2 separate regions of the Anser cygnoides genome follow, and region 1 is linked to region 2. Evidence: chromatin contacts called from public Hi-C data. All regions are on one chromosome and are shown on one strand. The core of a region is the stretch at or near the end of the contact, and the rest is flanking DNA. Distances in the headings are between cores, read along the strand shown.

What was found. Hi-C and Micro-C count contacts between places; a contact is called where the count stands out from the background.
Region 1: a contact with region 2 is called in a Hi-C map of liver, with 20 times the contacts expected there. The contact joins the enhancer-like site here to the promoter of SCP2 in region 2. A contact is called at or near these places in 3 of 7 Hi-C or Micro-C datasets (all in liver).

What each region holds. Positions count from the first base shown.
Region 1 is chr8:27,661,809-27,666,557 of Taihu_goose_T2T_genome, reverse strand. It overlaps SLC1A7 (solute carrier family 1 member 7), which reads left to right. Exons shown (of 11, transcript XM_048061937.2): 4 at 3,139-3,181; 5 at 3,790-4,009. Among named protein-coding and RNA genes, the nearest start is that of SLC1A7, 28 kb to the left of the region's middle. Within about 2 kb of position 2,232, at least 3 of the 3 cell types and tissues checked have open chromatin away from gene starts, as enhancers often do. A contact at or near this core is called in liver, where this site is marked.
Region 2 is chr8:27,576,578-27,581,591 of Taihu_goose_T2T_genome, reverse strand. SCP2 (sterol carrier protein 2) reads right to left here and starts at 2,595. Exons shown (of 16, transcript XM_048061938.2): 1 at 2,461-2,595; 2 at 1,033-1,087; 3 at 394-465. The coding sequence starts at 2,502. ECHDC2 (enoyl-CoA hydratase domain containing 2) reads left to right here and starts at 2,453. Exons shown (of 9, transcript XM_067001579.1): 1 at 2,453-2,545; 2 at 4,301-4,388; 3 at 4,929-5,014. The coding sequence starts at 2,468.

The DNA.
Region 1 (4,749 bases), core at 983-3,482, 85 kb before region 2:
CTTCCACGAACTGCTCTCTTGAATGTTTTTAATTAACAAAACTAAATTTTGGCTAATACTGGATTTTTTCAATCCAAGTAAACCAGCTTAAAATAAAAAATAAGCCGAAGTTCTGGCAAACACATTCAGGTCAGCCTTCACTAGACAAATTGTGTAACTTTGGTAGGCTAGTCTCAAAGACCGGATCACAGTGCATAATATATTAAAAAATATTGGGAGAATTCCAGCATCCAGTATTAAGTGGGTAGTTGTAATTCCTGCGGGATAAAGAATGATAAAGAAACAAAATGCTTTAATCCTCCACGAATTTGTCTAACATTTAATCTAGCTACTAACCATATGATATTCCCTTTCTCGAGCAGTCTCAATTTGTTCTTAATTCTTCTAATTAAGACAATAAAACTGGGACAGAAAACAGAAATCATCAGCAATTAAAGCCATATTTCTTTGTAAAGCTTTGTCTCACACGTGACATTCACAGTCAGATCTAAGCAGGACTGCTCAGTGTGATTCTTTCTATGCTTTCAGCATAATTCACATTCTCACAGCAGGTTACAACACAATCATCACACTAACACTTCGTACTCCTACAGAACCTTTCTTCTGATCATCTCAAATCATAAAACAAATGTGATTTTATATTACTGAAGCCTTTAACGATGTCGAAGCAGAATCCCCTTACGAGGCATAATAAGGCAGTAATGAACTTTTCTCTTCCATGCTTCCCTCTCCTATAAACATCCTCTCTGTCTCTCCCAGGTCCAGCTCCATCCAGCTGTTCTTCCCTTAGTCCCCAGCCACAGCCAAGCTCCTGGGGCTCAGGCAGGAGGTTGTGTCTGCATCTGACAGGAAAGCGATGCACAGCTGGCTGCTGTCTGCCTTGATTTGGCTACAGATTTGACACTTGAACCAGGGAATGATCAGCTTTTATGGAAGCTTCGCAGAGATAACTCGGTCGATGGCAGCACAGCAGCACAGCACTGCTTACAATGGTGTAGGGAGCGTTGTTCATCGCTAACCGCATTGCTGCACAGTGAGTGGCTTAAACCAAGTCACTGCAATTAAATGACTGTGTACAGAGGGACTGCATTCATTTAACTAAACCTTGCAAAGTAAGCCTTATGACAAGTTGCTTTCATGACTGCTGCCTTCTGATCTCAGGTCTCTATAGAGCACAGGCATCATCATGCCTGGGGCTCTTAAGCAGGACTGGTGAAATGGAAGAAGACATTGGCAGTGTACAACACAGCCAGGGGGTGCTGCGATCCCTCAGTGATGCCAGGTGGCCCATCAGGCTGCAAGGGATAGGTCTTCTCAGCTGTTTCCCCTTCACCGAGGAGAGAAAGGGCCAGGAGAGTTAAAAAAAGAGTAACTGAAGTGCTGCGCATCAACTTCATAGCCTGCCTGTATAGCACTAAAGTTTGCCCTAGAGCAACAGCCTTACCAAAATGACGAATTATTTCTTTATGTGGTTTGTCTGCTCTCACATAGCAGGCCAACAAAACAACTCATTTTCAATCTTCTGCTTCAGTCATCAGACAGTACTGCTCCCCTACAACTCCTTCTGCTTGACCCTGCAAAGGGTAATTAATTATCTGTTTGTAGCAATTGCTCTGTCTGAGGATACTGAAAGATTCTCTCTCTTATACGTCATAATTTGAGATGCAACCATAATGTCACATTGTTATGAGTTAAAAGAGCAATAAAATCATTCTTTCTAAGCCAGTGCTGCATAGGATGCTCTTGCCATGACTCCACTTGGCAGCACACAAATGCTGCTGCTGCAAGAGGACAGCAGATCTGCAAAATGTCTCAGGGCGGCATGCATTTACCCGTGTATGCATGCAGCAGTCCTCCTTGCAATGAGAACAGGCTTTTCACATATGCTTAAATGATGTCCTGTCTTGAGGCTTGAGTTGGAATTTCAATAAAAAGTCCTTTGGTTAGAGAATTCAGGATAATTCAGAAATTATTCTCTTTGCATAAGGTTCTGTATATGAAAGCACAGAATTGGGCCATAGGGTGTCACTGCCTTCTCCCTCTAGCTTCAGAAGCTTTGTGCTGAAAATAAGTCAGTTCTGTTAGGTCCTATTCGAGTGATCAGATAAATCTTGATTCCTAAACACTACCTGGAAATATATGACTTTTTAGCTTTTTTGCCCTACTGCACTATGATTCCTCTTTGAAGCCTGTAGAGGGTGTGCTCTCCATTTCAAATTAGGATCGAATATCTTTCTACAAGGTAATAATCTAGCTCAAACACAAGTTACAAATTAGCTCCAGATACTATTGGGTGAAATGTCATGGTCTGAGATACACTGAAAGTCAGAAAAGGTAATAGCAAGAGTCCCTTTTGGAATTAAAAATCTATTAATCTCACTGCAAATCTCAGTGTATGTTCATTGTTTTCCATTGTAGCTCGGCTGTGAGCAAAGATGAAACTCTTTGCCTCACGTCAATCTCTTATTCTGAAGCCTCAGGACCATGTTAAAAGAGACTGTACAGCTGTAGTCCCAATTCTCTTAATCAGGGATCAGATCCTCTGTTTGAAAAGCAAACTGTTCTTGACCAAACCTCTGCAAAGTCTACATCACTTCTAACTGTGGTGATAAAAGTGTACCAGGACATACTGTAGTATGTAGTTCATGAGTCATCTCAAAGCAGTGATCAGAAGTCCCAAAGCAGATTACAGCACCCAGGGATCACAGGAATACATCCCTAAACTCTGCCTCTGCCTTGAACAGCTCATTATCCAAATAAGCAAGACAAAATACAGAATAAAGAAATATTTGTCTCCACAGTTAGCAGACAGCGAAGGGAATGACAGCAATTACGTTGTCCCAGTTACGAGATGGAGACAGTGGCAGAGCCAGAAAGTGAAACTAGAGCTCCTGGGTCTCACTCCAGGTATTTCAAAGTGAGTTCCCAAACTTTCATTCTGAGGACCCGTCCCTCTGGTGTGCTTTGCTGAGTTAGTTACAACGGTGTGGCATGAGGGGGAGCGTGGCAGCCTTCCCCACCCATTCAGCCCTTGCTCTTTAGGAGGGTAAATAAGTAATGTATTGTGCTAGGCCTGAGACCCAGGGAACAGAAATTGCCTGCAGTCCCATAGAAATGATTTTATTTGTTCATTTCTAGGAACATGTTTCCAGCCAACCTTGTTGAGGCCACATTCAAGCAGGTAAGTGGTTACAGTTCTGTTACCAGTGAAGTGATGAGCCAACATCATAGAAGGATGTAGATGTATCTTTGTAAAGCAGAATCCAGATACAGACACTGTATTATGTCATATACTATTAGTACCTTGAGCATTTAGGAATTCATGAGTATCTTTCCATTATCCTTAGCAGCCTACAACTAGTAGGTCAAAGTTATTTGAATAGTCCAGAAAGGGAAAGAGAACCTCTTTACCTTTTTGCCTCCTCTTTTACCTCTTTGCCTCCCACCTGGAGCGAAGCTGTGGCATGGGTCAGGCAACGGCTGTGTTCTTTTGCCATTTGTTTATCAAAAGAAACCTTTAGGAGTTTACATTTTTGTTAGAGCATAGCACTCCAAGCTTTATTTTGAGATACCATGTAAACAGCAATTTTACAAGCCTCAAACTCTTTTGAGATTCAAAAAATTCAACTTTTCTTACAGATTTTAGCAGCATAGGGATAGGAGCTGTCTTTCTTTTCATGCTTGTCCCTCTAACATGCAACCTTATTTAACAAAGCACTTTGGAGGTCTCATTTAACTATTAGTTCCTGCTGGGATATTATAGTAAAAAAATACTTTGTTTTCTTTCAGTATCGCACCAAGAGCATTCCCATCATTAAATCTAACAAAGCATCATCTGAAAGCACAACTCGTCGCATTATAATATATGGAGTCCAGGATGAGAATGGATCCAACGTCCAGAATTTTGCCTTGGATATCACTCCCCCACCTGAAGTGATTTACAAATCAGAACCAGGCACTAGTGACGGCATGAATGTGCTAGGGATTGTGATATTCTCTGCAACAATGGGTAGGTTTCAGACATGTTTGGCTTGCAATAATCCAAGTATCCATTAAGAGAAAAAGACAGGGGTTGGTTGTTCTGTTTCTGGAATAAGAATAACCTGCTCCCAGACCAGGTCCTTCATTAAAGTTCCCCCCACCAAGCAGTAAATGATTTTTGCCCTGGAATCTGCCCTGTCTGCTGTTCTTATCCATTCTTAATTGCATTTTATCACATTATTAGCGTAGAACATAATCGTCACCTATGTTGAAGCACAATTCAGATTATAAGTCTCAGAGATAAGACGGGTAAGTGAGTTACAGATGAATAGTGTTTTATCAGTTTTAAACCCATGGATTCTCTCTTTGATTGGAACTTCTTAATTTTATTTTTTTTTCATCATGCAATACTTATAGCAATGTACCTTTCAGTAGTTTATCTCAGTGGACTCTAAGAGATTATATCTAGCTAATTTATTCAGTTTCATTTGCTGGAGGAACTCATTGGTCCCATGTTACTATGTGTGTTATATTACACTTGTGGATTTGGAAGAGGGAATTTAACCACTCCCTGAAATGTGGCTTAGTTAATGATGACAAAGGTAAGGTACTGATGATTATTACAAGAAAATGCTGATAAAATTTTCTTTATCTAAATTTCTTCTTGGAAGTTAATTTGGTCAGCAGAGGTAGTTCCATAAAACATCTTTGCCTACATTTATTGTATTACGGTTCATACCAGCAGAAGGGGTCAAAAATCAAGTCTGG
Region 2 (5,014 bases), core at 1,346-3,845:
AAATTATATTACAGTTTTCAAGTCTATTGCCATGAACAGTACAATAAGTAATTTTTCATCAGTTGAATAAATATACCACCAGACCTTGCGGATAGAGCTACTTGTATAAAACATATTTGCAAGACAGTTTTTTGGAATTCTTATGACCAGCAACTAGGACTGTAAATTCCACAAATAAACAGACATAGATCTATGCTTATTAAAAATAATGATAATTTAGAAAAAAAACACAACTCATGTTTCGGACAGTTCTACAAATTGACATGTGATTAAATATTATTATCTGAAAGTGATGGGATCCCCCATGCTTCATCCACACAGATGTAGATAACATTTATCCATACGTCTGTAAGTCTTACAGAGGCCATATCCCAACCAAAAGATGTTACTCACCATAAACATAACCCACACATGCCTGCTTCACTGCTGAATAGGGAATCCCAGCATCAGCTAAAGCCCTCTGGCCTAAAAAAGTTTAGAAGTTGGGAAGGGAATGAAAAAAAAAAAGTTAAAAAAAAAAAAAGCAGCTACCAAAAACTAGGCTTGCTTGTTATGACTAGTATGCACAATTCATGCATCTACATAAAAAACAGAGGTTTAAAAATGCCTTACTGTATCATGTGAATGGTTAAAAAAGTCCTGCATCTTAACTCTCTTTAGGACAGTCTTGCAGTATTTTGAGTTCCAAGCAAGCTCCTTTACCAGAAAATGCTATCTAATCCATTCCGTATTTATCTGGTCCCAACGAAAATACGTTTCAGTAGTGCAGACATATGAAATGATCTAAGCGTCCAATTCAATCCTAAGCTATCCTTTTAACTTTAGTACTGGAAGACAGTGATTTTAAGAGGTCAGTTACAGATTTTGTGAGTGTTCCTTCTTACCAGTTTTAGATTTGCTTTTTATATGTATCTACTTACTAAACAGTTGTTCCTTCATATGTGTAATAATAAGATTAACTTTAAGATTTAAAATATGTGCCAGCAGTCAAACTAAATGTGTTGTGTTTTTTTAATTTTATTATTAAATTACCTGCCTCCTTAGCCAGGTCAGGGTAATCAAGGCTCGTCTCACTAGGCTTTGCAAACTGACAAGAAAAAAAAAAAAAAAAACAGAACAAATCAATGAAATTTAACGCATCCTTTACTCATGTTGGTATGTTTAAAAGCTATATAGGTAACTCAGGAATAGGTTTGTGAACAGATTAAAAAAAATGCAAACAATTTAAGTGACCCAAAAGTGCATCCACAAAATCTGCACAATCCCCAGGTGTGACTGCCAAGACCCTGCCGTGACTTAAAAAAATATATCATAGTCCAAGTTTATGGAAGCAGAAGACAATTTTTGCTCAGTCTTAAAGAAGATTCAGGCTTTATGTCAATGGACAATAATGCTGGCCGAAGCCTGCGGATGGGACAGAGGACAACTGCCATCTTCACTGAAGCATTACAACCCATGACTTTATCTTCTCAAAAGCATTGATAAATACTTCCATTCTACTTTATTTTGCTCTACTCCTATTCACAATACTTATTCTTTACACTGAACTTAATTCCTCATAAACCTCCCTTCCAAGCCTTACTCCACTTTGCTATGAATTCGAACATTGGACTTTGCCCCTCACGGCTGGAGTCCACCAACACATTTGTTTTCTTTTTTATGTCATTTACAAAAGTGTCACTGCTCAAAAAAAATCATCTCTCTACTTACAGCTCTACGAATTATTTGATGTTCAGTCATCATATAAAAATACGCTGTCTCCTTAACTCTTACCTCCCCAGCCTCTGCCAACACTTAGCCATACTTTCTGCTGTGCCGCCTTTCCTTAACTCAGGCAGAGAACCTTCATGCCGAAGGTCATGAGAAATGTCAGTCTGTGACTCGAAAAGTCTGTACACGACCTTTTTAATGATGTTACTGGAGCTAACGAAGAGGTAAAAAAGAGCACTGACAACCTCTCAATGCCCCTAACTGCTGTGACCCATTTCCAAAAACAAAGGGCACGGCCTGGGTGCCTGACAGCTGCATACGCAGCACCACTTTGTTCTGTGAGGTATGATCGTTTTAGCACATCACTCTTAGGTTTAACACTAGAGAAAGGCTACAATCCTAAAAGCCTTCATAATAAAACGCTTCAGATGTAATGTAATCTGACAAGCTTTACCCTCCTCTTCCACGCTACCATTCCTACCCGCACAGCAACAAAACACAGGTTTCAAGGCTGTCAATTTTGCTGACTACCGCGGCAAGTACCAGCGGTCCAGCTCCACCCGCCGAGCTAGGTTTTAGGAAAGCCCCTCAAGCAGCTGCTCGGCTTTGAAGGGCGCCAGGGGCACCAGCTCCGGCCTCCCCTCAGACACGCTCCGGGAGGGAGCCTGAGGCAGGGGGGAGCCGCCGCCGAGCCAGGCCCCGCGGTGCGGTGCCGGTGCTGGGGCCGGAACCGGTCGGGCAGCGCCGTACCTTGGTCATGCCAACGCCGACCACAAACACCCGGCGCTGCATCCTGGCGGCAGGACGGGCCCCGGCTTCCCTCACAGAGCCCCAGGTAGCGGCAGCAGCTGAACCGAGCGAAGAAGCGTGACACCGCCACCGCCCCCTTCCCACCCCTTCCTCCTGACGGCGCAGCGCCGAGGGCTCGTCCCCTCACTGCCCCGTCCCCGTCCCCGCCTCCGGCCGGGGCCGAGTGGCGCCATGTTACGGCTGGGGCCGGGGCGGGCTGGGGGGCGGCTGCTGCTGCGCTGGGCCCGCGGAGGGTCCCCCGCGGCCGCCCCGCGGCGGGGCGCGGAGGTGCTGGTCGGCGGGGAGGGCGGCGGTGAGTGCGGGGGGAAGCGGGGCTGGGCCGGGGGCCGCCGCCCGTCCGGCAGGGGGGTCCCCTCCGAGGTACCCCCATGCCCCGAGGGGTGGCCGTGGCCCGCGGAGCCGGCGGGCGGCAGCGCCCGTGGGTGAGGAAGGAGGCGGCCGCCTTCACAAAATGGTCGCAGCCCTGGAAACCCGCCCCGGAGCGCCCAGATCCCAGTTTACAGAGCACAGGTGCAGGGGGCAGAGGTAGATGTGGTCGCGTGCTGCCGCCCGGACCTGGCAACTTTGGGTAAAGTCCTGCCCCCTGAGGGGCTCGTTAGCCGTAAACGAAATGGGGCTGTAATTCCTAAGCAGTTCTGGAGCATGAACTGGGAGTTTGTGGTGCCCACATGCAAACAGCAATTAAAGGTGTTTTTTTTTTTTTTCACTAAGGAGAAAATTGAACACAGTAAGACTGTAAATTAAAACCCGAGATAAGTAGTACTTAAACCAGAAACCTAATTGTTTTTTTTTTTTTCCATTCCTGCAGTGTTTCTAAGACATTCTTGGATGTCATGTTCATTTTTTAAACACCTGCTTATTTGTATTATCTGTAATGCTATCAAATCTTGTTGTCTTGCAACACTGGATTTCATAGGCAGTTTCTTGTCACTAATTTTCCTGGATTTTGCGGCACCTCCACTTTTAAAATAATGGATGGCATTAGAATATACTTACATGCGTTTTCAGGGAAGAGAAGATGCAGCATTTGCAGATATAGTTCCCAGCTGAATTACTGTGTCAGCATATTAAATGAAGTATAACTGAAATTGTCTCCTATTACTAAGGTATTGCTGAAATCCTAATGAACCGACCCCATGCGAGAAATTCATTGGGAAAAGTATTTGTAAATGAAGTGAGTATGGCCCTGGCCTGTAAATGTGTTTGGGATCATGATTGGTAACTAAATGTGATAAGAATAATTGTGGGAAATCGAAAACAAAGGCTTAATCTCTTGCTGAAAGTCAGCAGAGACTGCATTTGGAAGAGGCAGATTGTCGTATGTCCATATTGCAGTAGCTTCAGAAGGGGAGCAGACACATACTGCCATTATTTAAGGCAGCTAACTCAGATTCAAGTTAATATCATCACTTGAGTAATTACAACAAAATCATACTCATTGTCAGACCATAGCAGAGCTTTGGCGCTCTGCTCAAGGTTGATACTTTCCAGCGAGAGTCTGGCTTGTTCCATGTCAGGCAGGAGGGTTTAAGGAACAGCAAGGGTTCATGTTGGACTGGCAGTGAAAAAGAGATGGGGAGACCTGTTTTTCTGAGGCTGTCATGGAAGGCTCCTGCTGGTTCCACATATGTGATTTCCAGGAAATTCCTGGCACCTGCAGAGGAATAAAAAGGGGGGAAAAATTAAAAAGGCATATAGATTAGGAGCTTGCTATAATTTTTGTATATACATCTATGTGCTTAAAGTTTTTCTTCTTTTGTTTGTACTCTTTCCCTCATAGCTTTTTAGCGCTCTGGAACAGCTCCGCTTTGATGAGAAAGTTCGTGTAGTAGTGTTCAAGAGCGAAGTGAAAGGCGTATTTTGTGCTGGTAGGTAACAGGTTCTGCAAACTACTATTAAAAAATTGATGGCTGCTAGGGTTGTGTGCAGATCAGATTGTGTAGAAAAGCAGCTGGAAATGAATGCTAAAAGAAAAACAGGTTAGCTTTTGAGTAGCAAATAACACATTCTCTCTTTTGCCTGTTCTCTCTGCTTCAGCAGTGAAGATGTGTGACAGTGAGCCACACAGGCTCTGTGGCTCACACCCTTTCCTCTCTGTGCTACCCTTTGTTTTCCATTTATAATCACCTTTAAGCCCAGGTACCTCAGGTATTGGAGTCCTTGTTTTCCAGTTTTATGGATTAGGATCAGACATCGGTACTCCTCTGAAATTTGTTCACAGCGCATACCCTAGCCACTGCTCCAACCCAAATATCTACATTCCAGAGCTTCCTATGACCTTACTTAACCAGAATACTGCATTTCAAGACTTCTGAAGTGGTCTCTCCTGAGGGGTGGCAGGAGGGAGTACAGTTCAGACATTTCTTCCCTGTTTGTGGATTCTTACCTTTTTCTCTCGTGCAATTTAGGTGCGGACTTAAAGGAGCGTGCAAAGATGGATGATGCAGAAGTTGGACATTTTGTTAAAAGGCTGAGAAATCTAATGGATGAAATA